Regions from separate parts of the Zea mays genome. Here region 1 is linked to region 2. The links are chromatin contacts, called in public Hi-C maps. All regions are on one chromosome and are shown on one strand. The core of a region is the stretch at or near the end of the contact, and the rest is flanking DNA. Distances in the headings are between cores, read along the strand shown. Region 1 holds the start of LOC100281963 (small nuclear ribonucleoprotein Sm D1). Region 2 holds the start of LOC100193088 (WPP domain-interacting protein 2).

Region 1 (6,767 bases), core at 1,864-4,363, 450 kb after region 2:
TTGGCTTCCATATGGGTAGAGCAAATGGATCAGTTTCCAGAGGCCTTCCGCGTACCCTTGAGAACTCATGGAACCAACCAATATTGAGAGCAAACACAACTAATTTCAGTTTCAATAAAAAACCCTCCAAAGAAAAGCACACAGATGAAGGTACAAGCTCAAATTTCTTCGACACGTGTGAAAACAGTACATGACGATAAACCATCAATCAATAAAGGTAACAATAAGGTTCATTTTGACATATTTGTTTGTTTTAGTCATACATTACTGGCTGCAGAGTTCCTTTCATGGTCCAGTAGATATGTTAATACTTAATGACGTAGTTACCATATTTGTCAGCTATGAGAACCTCCGTTCACAAATATATAACGCCGTTGACTTTTTTCTAAAACTTTGACTACTCGTCTTATTAAAAAAATCTTGAGTTATCATTTATTTTGTCGTGATTTGTTTTATCACTTAAGGTTGTTTGAGCGTGACTTGAAATCTTACATTTTTGAATAAATATTTTGAATAATACGAACGGTCAAAGTTTTAGAAAAAAATCAACGACGTCATATATTTGTGAACGGAGGGAGTAGTTTGCGGTAAAAGCATATTTGTTCGGATTTAGGGAGGAAAATGAGTTTATCTATACTGTGACTCATACAGTCTTGGTAACACGGTTAACAAACGGACATAACATGCAAACTGTATCTTTTTACTATTTACCTTAACCATGTGAGTTCTTTTATTTGGTTCTGGACATCCTTTTATTCTAGCTTGCTGTAATCTACTGGATTGCAGCATGAACACCTTCATGGGTCTTAGCTTATCTTTTCACTGCCAATTGTGGTCTGAGATGTGTACTATTAAATCTCGAACAACTATGTTGCAGGCTTCTGTAGTCCGTAGGCTCCAATCTGTACTATAACACATACTCATTTCTATGTGGTCTACTTGTTTACCAAATCATATTACAGAATAGTTCTCTGTATTTTGTGTTCCAGTACTTTGATCACTGAATAAATAGAACACATACAGATTTGTAATCGGGCTCCACCTGTCGTCGTGGCTACAACTCGTGTAGAGGCTTGTCGAGGAGCAGCAGTCAGTGTTGTAAGTGGCGAAGCAAGACATGGAGGCCGATGTTGTGGCGGCGGCAGATCGAGGAGACTCCAACGCCGATGCTGCCGGCAGCAAAGCATGCGCCGTCCTGGGCCAAGAACATCAAGGCAGTGAAGCGGTGGGCAGGACATCGAGGGAGTACATTAGGTCGCTTTCCAGGCCAGGCCACCATTCCCGAACGACATGGCCACCAACGGCGATGAGGATGAACGCGGCGGGCTGGGCGAGCGCGTCTTGGATCCGAACGCGAGGGGCAGCCTGCAGCGGGGCCTAGAGAGACAAAGGAAATGGAGCTCGTGGATGGAGCACGCGGTGACGGACGAATGCCTGTTCGAGTGGACAGCCCCCGCAAGGACGTTGGCGGCGGTGAGGTGGACACGGTTCTTGAAGCCGAGCAGAAGGTCGAGGTTGTGGAGGTCGGCGTCGACAGCTGGGAGGCCGAGGCGCGCGAGGGAGACGAAGGCGGCTAGCCTGCTGGTTGTGGTTTCGATGGCACCCTTGCCGGAGGCTCAGTTCCTTCCGAACGATGTGGCCCCTCGTCGACCGAGTTCGTCGGGCGAAACTGGCTGGTGCGAGCAAAAGGCAGCAGTCGTCGAAGAATCCGAGGGGGAGGGGATGCGGGCCCAGCCGTGTAGGAGAAGGCATACGAAGGCGGAGGTGGAAGTGATTGAGAGAGAGGAATACGGGACGCTACGTTCGCAGCTCTACTGAATTGAAGCACATTTTCGGGTCCGTGAGCACACGCCACGCGTCGACGCAGCAGTGGCAGGAGAGCCATGAATCGCGGAGAGCGCTTCAAAAGGCTTCAGGTTTTAAGGAACAAGATTAATTCTCCTATCTTTGTTCACTGCTGGCTGGGCCTTTGCCTTTTTCTATTCTGATAACATGAAACTTCGAGCAAATAAAGCTTCATAGGACAAAGCTTTCCATATGCAACCAATCCTTCTCTCAATGCAATCCATGTGATAATGTGAATAATTCAAAAAAAAACATTTTTTTGGTACAATATCAATTCACAAAATCTATCAAATATAAACCTTATATATAACGGTTGCACTTTTAGTTTAGAAGTGATTAGCGTGATCATATCTGAGCCGGTGATGTCTCGTCATGTTTTCTAGCCGTGATGACCTCGTGCCTTCAGTTCTACACAACATGTTAATGCAGTCGTTTTAACAAGGTACGCATAACACAAGCACTAGATATAATATGTGGTTATGCAGTCATTTCATCAAGCTGCACACAAGCACATGTTTGGATGGGATTGAGATAGGGATGAGGAAATGGATTGAGATAAAAGGAAGGGGTACCGAATAAGTACGCTAGTCTTTATTTCCCTATCTCCATTTCCCATCGTCCAAACATAGGAGAACATCAATCCCACCTTTCATTTTCAATATCCCGACCCTCATTTCCCATTTGCCAAACACCACGAAAAAGGCTACTCTCGTGTTCCCGTGAATTTTAGTTTTTATAAGAACACATGTGATATTCTGGCCCAATGGAGAGTTATGTCCTGACCTAAGGCTTAACAAAATTAATAAACTACTCATACCAACCATGTGATCTTCTTTTTCAAAAACTTGTCTTGAAAGAAACTCTAGATTAAACGTGCTTGGACCAGAGCAATATTGAGATGTGTGACCGACCGAAAAGTTTTCTAAAATGCATATGAGTGAGAATAAAGTGTGTATAAAAGATTTATATTGGTCTCTGAGGATGCTCTATAATCATAGAGGACTGACATGAGTAAGTACTGCGGGTCCAGGACTCCTGTGAATTTTAGTTTTTATGAGAACATATTTTGCCAGGAACATGAGCATGTTTCCATACAAATACAGTGTTTCGAGAAAAAATGTTTCCGTACTAATACCGACACAAATGGCCCAATATGTTTTTAAGAGAACATATTTTGCGAGGAACAGTAGGTTTTCAAAAAGATCAATATAAATGGGGCCCAACAAAGGCCCAATTAAGCAGCTCGAACCTCCTCCCACCCGTCCGCCAGATCAGCATTCAAACTAGGGTTTACTCCTGCCGCTCCGAGAAAGCAAACAAGCGTCAGCTCCGCCGGCTTCCTCCGCGCTTTCTCCCCGCCGCCGCCGCCGCCGCTCCTTCCCTACGCCAGGCACGCCAAGATGAAGCTCGTCAGGTAACGCCCCCCCGTATTCGTTCGCCCATTGTTAGGGTTGGCTTCCCTTTACCGTTCCTCGCCGCTCCGTTTGCTACGAACTTCGCCTATTTTGGTGCTCATTTCGGTGCGCTTCGCCGCAGGTTCCTTATGAAGCTGAACAATGAGACGGTCACCATCGAGCTCAAGAACGGCACGGTTGTACACGGCACCATCACCGGTACGCTTCGACTCTAACCTCTAGCGGGGCCGCGGGAAAACCTTTAAATTTTCTGCGATCTGAAGAGGCTTCAAATTTTAAGGTGTTTTGTACGATGCGTGTATGCTTACTTCCTTAGGATGTGTTCAGCTCGATCTAGTAGGTATCGTGATTTGCTTGTGAGCCGTGTTGTTTGTCACTGCTGTCTGACTTTAGTTCTAGAGACACTGAGACAGTAGAGTTGAGCATGCCTTTTGTGCCACAAGTCCTTTTAAATAAAACCATATGTTTAATATGTCAATTGGTTAGCCCTAAATTTCTTGTATAATTCATTCAATCAAGGGGCATTCCTGTCGAGTGATGACTAGTAGGTAGGGATAGTTGAATATGTCAATTGGTTGCCTCAAGTTTTAGGTCCATTAGTGGTAGGGATTCGTCAAGTGATCAGATGTCTGTTAAACAACAGGAATTCAAGTGCATAGTTGATTTTGCAATAGTTTTAGCTTCTCATGGGCTTGTGTGGTTTCCTTGAGGGCTTCAATACATGTGAACTGTGAAACTTAGATGATGTCATACATTGTCATATACTGAAATGCATAGAGAGTATTGATTTTTCTTCCTAATAAGAGGGGTTTCTTGGGAATCTGGATTGGAATGCTAGTTTACAACTTTCTAGATTTTTCCCATGTTAATGTTTTGGGTGGATAAGGTTGCCTGTAAACTACATTTTGATGTTGAGAGCATGCAAAAGTTCATTTTTCACAAGACAGGGGAATATACATCGTGAAAGGCTTATTTTGAACTTTCCTCTTTTTTCCCCCTCTCTGCTACAATTCAGGAAATCACTGTATGATTGCAGCTCTGGCACTTGAACGGTGTACTCTCACAGTATTATGATCCGCACATATTTTGCTAATACCGATGAGGTTAATCTAGGATCATGGTTTTGTTTTTACACAATAATATCCCCTGACCCATGCATCTTTTTTTTTTTGGGTAGGTGTTGACATAAGCATGAACACTCATCTGAAGACAGTGAAGCTTACACTGAAAGGGAAGAACCCTGTAACACTTGACCACCTCAGCGTGCGAGGAAACAACATCCGCTACTACATCCTTCCCGACAGCTTAAACCTGGAAACCTTGCTGGTAGAGGAAACCCCTAGGGTGAAGCCTAAGAAGCCAACTACAGGTTTGGTTTCGCCTGCCTTTGTTCTGATCGAGTCTAATTGTTGCTAATGATACCGACTCACTGGCCAACGTCTGTTCTGTGCAGGAAAGCCTTTGGGGCGTGGTCGCGGCCGAGGTCGTGGACGTGGTCGGGGCCGGGGGCCACGCTGAGCTTTATCGTTCCCCTGCTGTCGGCTCCCTTGCAAGACAAGTTTCCTCTACAATGTAAAACATCTTTCCTCTGCACGCTGTGTGAAAGAATGTTGCATCGTTACCCTTCTGATGAAGGTGGACGAAATATCTCAATGTCAGTAGTTCTTGCTGTGAAATCACGCTGTCTACCTGGCCCCCCTACTCATGCCTATCTTAGGTTTACACTCTAGTTAATTTGTAATGTTTTTTTTCTCCCCCGTGGAATACATGTAAGCTGCCGCAGAGCTTTGGATGTCTAGGGTTGTATACTTGTGTTTGCCACATGGGGGGGACTGGGGATTATTGATCTGGAGCTATGCCTGTGGCTGGCTCTGTTAGATCTTGACCTCTGCTTGAAACTAAATTACCATTGTGCTGCTCGGGGGATCGCAGATACTGGTTTTGCTAAAGCAGTTGGCATCTACAGGTCTCTCTCAGACGATGCCCGTGGCCTTTATCGACTTTTCTGCTGTATTGGTAAAGGATTGCTAGCTATTGGTTCTTTTTGTCTCAGTATGTTCCGATTTGGCACCAAAATGAGCCATTAGTTTCCTTAAGTAGAGTTGGTTAAGTTAGAGAAGATTAGCTTATGAACAGAGAGATGAAGATATTAGTGCTGTGTGACTGGACATAATAAACAGTTACCCTCTTGTTCCCTGCCGTGTGTATGATTTGCCCGGCGATCTATCAATACTGTGGTCGACTGGTGAGTAGCACAGGACACTCCCTCACGAGGCAGCAGCGCACACGGACTTCAAGCGTCTCGTCCAACTTGCGAGTCGCTGTACCAGTATCGTGCATAGGGCAGTAGGCGTGGGCGGTAGGCAATAGGCATGGGCGGCTGTGGTTGTGTCCTGTGCTTGTATAGAGTAGCTATCACCGGATAAACATGTCCCGCGTGCCCTGGGTTTACGCTCGTCCCTCCATCAGTCGCCTGTGCCTTCTCCCGGCCACACTATTATACAGCTTTACACGCCGATGATTCGTACGGCGGGAGAAAAAGATAGCCATGTGTTCGTGGCATTAGTCCACGCAGTCCGCGGCGATCAGATTCTTGGCATGGCACAAAGGCAAAAGGCACATCATCATCACTAACAGCCTGACACACACACAGCACAGCACAGCTCTGCCCGATACCGTCGCCATACCGCCGAAGGGACAGGGGCGACCGGGCGAGCGACAGGCACTCGCCTAGCATATTTCCCTCCTCCGATAAGAACCCCCTCCTCCCGGTCCCGGAGAGGGAGAGGGAGAGGGAGAGAGGCGGCAACCAGGGCCGGGGGAGAGAGCCATGTGCAAGCTCAGATGCACCAAGGAGTGGGTGGGTTGCTACCTGCTGGTGATCCTGGTCATCGTCCTCCTCGTCGGCGTCCTCTTCGGCCTCGGCGTCTTCAGGCACGGCTACGACAGGATCACGGAGATCGGCCGCAACCACACCTGCTTCGACTGCAACACAACAGGTACCAACTGACCGAGCCACCGGCCGTGCCCTGCTCCTGCCTGCCTCGGTCGGGATCGGTGCCAGCGTGCGTGTTGATTTGTACGTGTGTGTGGTAGCTCCTCCGTGGACCGTACGTGTGTGCAAACTCCTGTCGCTTGGTTTAGAGTGTAGACTACAGGTTCAACTGATTCTATGATGAATATTTTTTTTGGAACCGAGTCGTCGTTTTTGTTTGTCTGCTTCACTGCGTATATCTTGGCGAAACTATATGAGCTGCTGCAGTATTCGCCGACTGATATGTTGGCCCTTCGTCCTCTTTTGCTGCCCCCCATAATTAGGGAGGGGGAATCAATCTTCTACGACCGACGAGCGAACTTTTACTATACGAGTCCAACCTCACCTATCTGCAAACTGTTGTAAAAAAAACCCTAACTACGAACCCTTTTTCCTTTTACTTGTCTCTCTCTCGGGCGCAATCTTTTGTGGTATGTAAGCAGCAAAGCGTGCAAGTAGTCATAGTCATCTTG
Region 2 (6,908 bases), core at 1,928-4,427:
TCAGCAGTGTAAGTCATGATATTATTGCCTTGTTTGTTTAACCTCTAGATTATATAATCCAAAGTTAATAGACAAATAAACATCATAGATTATTATGGTAGATTATTATGGTGGATTATATAATCTAGATATCTAGATTATGATAATATATAAGCATGTCATTAAGTGTTTATTTTAGATTATTTTTTGGCCTTTTATCCGCTAATAATATGAGTAAACAAACATTTTTTAATAAGATTATATCAACCGTATTATAATGCGGATTATATAATCTATATAAAATAAGCTGAATTATATAATATTTGAAATCAAACAAACGGGCTCTATATGTATTGTTTGTCGTTCATGGTTATATTATGTAACTGCGAGAAACTATCTATGGTTTGGTTATACTACACATAAAACATCGTCGGGTGAACCAAGTTAGTTCAGTTCCATAGAGATTAAATCTATTTATGTTTAATTTTGATTAGTAAGAACAACTCCAACAAAACTCGTAAAACATTTGTTGGGAAGAAAGCGCAAAATGAGTCCTCCAACGGTACCTTTTTATCCTCCATTATCTTTGTGTCCTGAATATCTAGCCTTTTCTCCCTCAAATTTCTATGAATTTAGGGTGTGTTTTGTTTAGCTTTTGGCTTTGGCTTTCTCCAAAAGCCAAGTTAAATGGCTAGATCTAGAAAGCACTTTTTTTCTAAAAGTCGTGCTTTTAGTGGCTTTTGAATAGAATCGTGAAAATATATAATTTTTTTGCGGGTTTTAATGGTTTACACAACTTTTTTTTAGTTTTTTAGCAGTTCACAGCACACAACAACTTTTTTACACCTCATAGCGCATAACGATTTTTTCACAGCTATAGTCCAACCAAACAGACCCTTATAATTTTTTAAGAATTTTTTTACAGTAGACCCTAATATTAAGTTTAAGGAAATAAATTTTTAGTAGTCTTTTGGAGTTGTTCTAATGACCTCTACATCCCTATAAATCTACTCCTAATTGAATAAGCCTTTAGGAATAGGTCCAAAACCAACCCTTTCTCATGTGTTGCACATACTACGCCTCCTCCTTAATCTATTCCTTGACAAGAAATGCTTTGCTCCATTTTAATGTCGATACTGGAGGGTAAGGAATTGAATTGGGTTCAAAACCAAATTAGACATAGTACTGAAACGAGAAGTAATTCCAATTCTATTGTTTGGATGTCATGTAATTGGAGTTTAGAATTATGCGGTCTAAATCCATGCAATTCAAAGGGGTGACGCTCTGTACTGGGAGATGGAGTTTCTAGTTATAGACCAATTCCATTAGAACTGGATTTCTGTTTTCAAATCTCAATTCCATGTGCAACCAAGCAACAGAATTCAGGAAAGCTGATTTTCCAAATTTCCAAATTCCGTGCTACAATATGTACACCCCCAAACGAGCTATTAGGCTATTCTCAATGAAAAATCCGTATAGCTCTTTTTAACGCTGTGGTATCATCGAAAAGTGGTATAAAACTACGGATGAAACAATGGCTCTTAATGCAATATTTCACTTTACTATTTTACAGGTTAACATATCAATTACACGTTGCAAATCAATGGCCAATAGAAGCCGATGAAATATGTGAAGGTGAAGCAAATCGCTAGGTTTTAGACGGTTTTCAAGAACTTAGAATCGAGTTGAAAGCGTTTCATCCTCATGAAACTCAAATCCTCTTGAATGCTATATGTCATGTCATCAAGGAATCTGATGTTGCACAGTACTAAATGTGCGTGAAATCACCATTGAGAATAGCAATGTATAATGACCAGAGAGCTTGTGGACTGTAATAGAGTACGAGTACCTGAAACGGGTTAAGAAATGTATGCAATTCGCTAGTACTACAGTGGGGATGGAAGGAGCAGCAAACTGGAGTGGTGGGCAGCGACGGCGGGCCGGGTGCCTGCAGCGCGGGGAACGACAGTGGCAGGCTGTGGGCGGTGATGGCGCGTCTGTGGACTGGACGGCCGGCCACGTATCATTCATCCGTGTCCCCTGATCGAGCAGGCAGCTGCTAGCACCGAGTACTACTCGGCTACTCCTACTAGTACCGGCCAGAGGGGAGGGCGCCCGTGTCCGATGACATGAATGGACTTTTGTTGGCAGATGAGCCGGTCGGGACGGGAGAGAGCGAAGGCGGCGAGGCGAGGCAGCTGAGGATGGGAAGGAAGGAGGTGATGCTGATGCCTCACTCGCGGACCCGTACCGATGGCCGCGCCATAGTGAGCCGTCGCTAGCTTGTTGGGTGGCCTGGTAGTGTGTCCACCGTGAACAGCGGACCAATCCATGCATCCTACAACAGTCTACAGAGTGCAGACAGACAGAGACAGGGACACAGGGGAGAGGGCTCAGCCGGCGAGGAAAAGGGGGACGAACCAGAGCGACGGCCGCGGGCTGCCCCAGCTGCGGCCGTGGGGGCGGCCCGACAGCGATAAGAGCTGAGGAAAAGGGGGCCGTGTGTGTCCGCGTGCCCCTCTCGCGTCGTGCGTGCCCACCAAAGTATGCCTCCGAGAGGGTGAAGGGTGGCACCACCGCACCAGGCGACGATGGGCTCTGCTGCATCCGAGAGGCGAGAGGGTGAAGGGTGGCGAGCACAGTGTCCGACAACAGGAGTGGTTACCCCTCGGATGCCAAGTCCGCCATCCATACGTGGTCGACCGGGACTTTGAGCTGCAAAGCTCACGTCATTGTCCATACTCTACGTGGACACGTAGCACTCTCCACTTGTCTTTTTTTATTTTATTTAGCGGCACTTCCGCTGCTGCTGCACGATACAACTCTAATGATAAACTTGGGTTCTTATGATTCCCCGTGGCTTTAACTGCGGTCGACTAGGTTGGTCGATCGGTACAGCTACCAACTAATCGTATGTCCAGCAGCTATATAACCTGGATAAAGCATGGCCCAATAAAACTCCACAAAAGCGGGCTTCTGCGACTGGCAAAGCCCGAAGACCAGCAATTCCCCCCGCAGCGCCCCCACACGGCCTTCTCTTTTCTACTAGGAGTTCAGATTACGGTCTACAGCGGGCCGAACCCACGTTCCGTCAAACCGCAGACAACCGGTATCTGGAACGGAATCCCCCCCGGTTCCCAGCATCATCGTGTGCTCGTGTTAACTACTCTTCTTCTTCTTCTTCTTCCTTGACGGACATCCTTTTCTTCCCCGGCTTCGTTTCGTGCTTTCCTCAACCTCCCCTCTTCCGTGCCGCACAGTTTATCCGCTGCTTCACGGAAATCCTTACGGGGCTGCATATACTATATTCCCTGCGTTCCAGGCGGCCCCGCCCCCGCCCCCCACCGGCTCTTGCTGTCTCCTCTCGCACGGTCGCACCCCGCTAGCCTCCCGGCGTCCCAATCCCAGGAACTTCCGTCGCGTCAGGTGCGTGTGGTTTCTCCGCCGCTCTAGGTTGGTCCGGTTTATTTCGGAATTTCCCGTGAAATTTCTGGTTTGTTGTGACCGAGGGCGACGTCTCGTAGTGTAGTATATATAGTTTCGTGGAATTCTGTGTTTTGCTGGCTGCTTACGAGGATTGTTCATTTGATGGAGGAGTGTGATGAAACACAGAACCCAACCCTGGGAGCTGGATTTCAGGAGCTTCAGCCACATTCACAATCGGGCTTCCTTGTCTTTCATTTCAGCACATAGGATTTAGACACACAAAAAAAAAAAGAGAGATAGAGGTGAAATTAGCATGCCTAAATTGGAGTTTACAACTAGGGCAGAAAATTTAGACCAGTATCCTCCAGAGCCGCCTCATGATTCTGATCCGAATCAGGGCAAGGTAACCTCAATTTGGAGATGCAGATAGTCAAATACGTTAGCTGATTTGCGCCTCAACAACATTACAACACCAACTTCAACTTTTGGTATTGGCATTAGGACAGAGAATCCTGTGCTTTCCCCTCCAAAGTTGCCTTTCGATGAAAGGCAGTGGTCGATAGCTCTCCCTCTCCCCTAAAGGCATTAGGACCACTAGATAAGTTGTTTGTAGAGACGCCACCAAGGAAGCGGTGCAGATTAAGGAGGTGGAGAAAGAGTAAGGAGGCAACCTCCTGACAACCCGCTGCAGTTCAACATCAATTTTTTTTTGGTGCTAGCGATGGGCTGGCTGGCTATTCGCTAGGTGTAATAGGGCTGAAGACCGCTGGAGATTGTAATAGGGAAAAGGGTTTAGGGTGAAGGATTTTTTGGCTTTGCAGGAAAAGGGCGCAAGGCACACTGAAGGGCTATTAGGGACAGGGGACACGCTTCCTTCGCTGAACCTTACTTGATAGCATCTGATGCGCGCAGGTGATGCTTTCAGCAACTACAGGTGTAGGACAATGTCGATGAACTATGATGGGGATAGGAGTGAGGACCGCCAAAGCGAGGAGGTCCAGTCAGCATACAAAAGGGACAGTGACGTTGGTGAGGAAATGATAATAAGTAGCGAAGAGCAAAATGATGAGAATGAATGGAGCTGGGTGAACCAAGATAGAAATGGTGATCCTTTTGCTGAATCGGTTTCCTCACTTCATACGACACAGCAAATCCTCGAAAATGGTAAAAAAAAAGATCTTAACCTTATTCATGTTTCTCATGCACTTTAAAAAAAAAAAACAAAAAATTGCTTGTGTACCTTCTTACACTATGTAATTTTCAACCATGTTCGAAATGTGTCATGACTTGTTTAATACTTTTGCTTAAGGAACACAGTATATGTACAGTGTTTTTATGGTACATGGAAACTTGGAATTTCATGGAGTTACAGCTTTGCTGGCTGAAGTAACTTTTCCAGACCACACCTTTCTTTTTAAGTCTTGCTTTTCTTCAAACATGTCCATGCTTGCTTTGGTCATGCGCCATGCATTATTTACTAAACATGTTGTTTTGTCCAGTTATATCAGGTTGTTTTGTCCGGTTATATGTGACGATAGTTTGCTCACACCTCCCCCTTCTAAAGAACGAGTAATTGTGTCTTGTTCAGTGCTGCATTTGTCAAAATACACAAAAGCTCATGACTATAGAGCTCCCTGCCTTGCATTTACTATTTTTCTTTCATTCCATAGACACAGACAACGATCCTTCCTGGTATTATGAAGCATGCTTTCCACATCAGTAACAAAATTTGCTCTCACATCATTTTGAAAATAAAAGAAAAAATAATCATTGGTTGATTCACAATATAAGATAAGGGACAGGTGTGCACTTCTGGAGTATTTTGATGCTTTTGGCTAGTTCTAGTTCTAACGGATCACCAAACTATAGTGGTTCTTGGTTATAACAAAGCTGTGTCATCCCAGTTATTAGTGAAATATTCTTGAAACATATCGCTTGATTGGTGTGGTTATTTAAAAATTGTTTAGTCTTTGAGCTCTAGTTTATGTTTGTATTAACCACCTCTTTTTTTGTGTGTGCTGCTTAGAGATACGAAAATTATCAGAACTTGGCAAAGAACTTGAGGCGGAGGAATCCACTTCCGGTAACAAAGACCAAGATGTGATCCTTTTGCCGTATAGTGAGGCTGATGTGTTGGAACTGAGTGAGAAGATGGAACATCTTGAACAGAAAGTGAAAGAAGCATCAAACACCATCAGAGAGAAAGACCTGATGCTTTCCAAGCTTCAAATACTCATCGGTACTGCAGACAGGGCAGCGCTGGAGGAGGAGTTGGAGGAGGCAGCAGCTAGCATCGACCAATTGGAGACAGAGCTGGAGCGCCATCTCCAGGAGAAACTAGAGGCTGAAATTCAGTGTCTGTTGATGTTGAAAGCGAGCCAGAATTGGCAGGTCCGAGCGGAGGACCGGGTGGCCTTGGAGGAGCACAGGGCGCTGTCTGCCGGGGACAAGACCAGAATGCTGCTCAAGCTACGAGAGACGGAGAGCAAGATCGTGATGCTGAAAGAGCAGGTAGACAAGCTGGAGGTCCGGGAGAAGGAGCTCAACCGGACGACCGAGGTCCTGAAGATGCAGAGCAGGACCTTCAGAGCGTCCCTCTTTGGCCTCGTCCAGCTGGTAATGCTATGCCTGTCCCTGAAGGTGTTCTTCGCGCGGGTCTCGGCCCCATTTGACGAGGCTGTGCCGACATGATGCCGTCAGCTGGTGCTCTCTTCTGCCTGTAAATTAGCTCGCCGGGGTTGCGATGCCTTAACGCGTGTCCTGCTGTCTTACTGTAGCTGTAGCCAGTAGGTAGTATAGTTTCGTTACACTGATGCAGTGTAGGCTGTGGTGAATGACGTCTGAAACTACGCGTGTTCTGTTAAAAAAATTACTGCAGGTCTGTGCATAAATTGGGTTGGATTGGCAAATCGGGTGACTGACTGTTTGCAGCTTACTGAGAGGTTTCTTACTCCTATATGGAAAGAGTTTGCCAATTTCCCCAAGACGAAGACAAGTGGGATACGCGCCGGCGCGCGTATGCGATCTACCTCGTCTGGGCTGTGTTGACTGTGGGAAACGCGTGCAAAAGTGGCAGCGGCAGCACGCGCTGTGGGGCTCATGGGCTGCGGCCGAGGGCGCCCATCGGGCCCATACATGTGTAGGCTCGCCGAACGGAAGAACAAGCATAGGCCCACCCTCGGATATGCGCCCAGTTTTACACTAAAATTATTTCCGTTTTTATATTTTTTTTCGGAATCAAAAATGAAAATGATAACTTCGAAGACCATAACGACATCAAGCGAAAGCTCAGTAAAAAATACCCCAATTACGGTCGAAATCTGACATACGGTCGGTAAAAATCGTGGCGGGGCTTGGCTGGCTTATTGTAGCTAAAAACACGGTACCAGCTGAACAGCTTCTCAGCTAAAAGCACTGCAGCAACTGCAAAACAAACGGTACCAGCAGCCGCAGCCCAAACAGTTCTATTAACTAGCCGGACAGCTTTAATATGTAGCCTCAAT

Evidence for each region. Hi-C and Micro-C count contacts between places; a contact is called where the count stands out from the background.
Region 1: a Hi-C map of tassel shows a contact between it and region 2, with 4 times the contacts expected there. The contact joins the promoter of LOC100281963 here to the promoter of LOC100193088 in region 2. A contact is called at or near these places in 8 of 25 Hi-C or Micro-C datasets (bundle sheath, ear, endosperm and 3 more).

The regions. Positions count from the first base shown.
Region 1 is chr2:41,026,115-41,032,881 of Zm-B73-REFERENCE-NAM-5.0, forward strand. It overlaps LOC100281963 (small nuclear ribonucleoprotein Sm D1), which reads left to right and starts at 3,114. Exons shown (of 4, transcript NM_001154881.3): 1 at 3,114-3,259; 2 at 3,382-3,458; 3 at 4,438-4,629; 4 at 4,714-5,292. The coding sequence starts at 3,246. The coding sequence ends at 4,778.
Region 2 is chr2:40,572,899-40,579,806 of Zm-B73-REFERENCE-NAM-5.0, forward strand. LOC100193088 (WPP domain-interacting protein 2) reads left to right here and starts at 3,178. Exons shown (of 3, transcript NM_001138251.1): 1 at 3,178-3,405; 2 at 4,318-4,569; 3 at 5,432-6,311. The coding sequence starts at 4,350. The coding sequence ends at 6,096.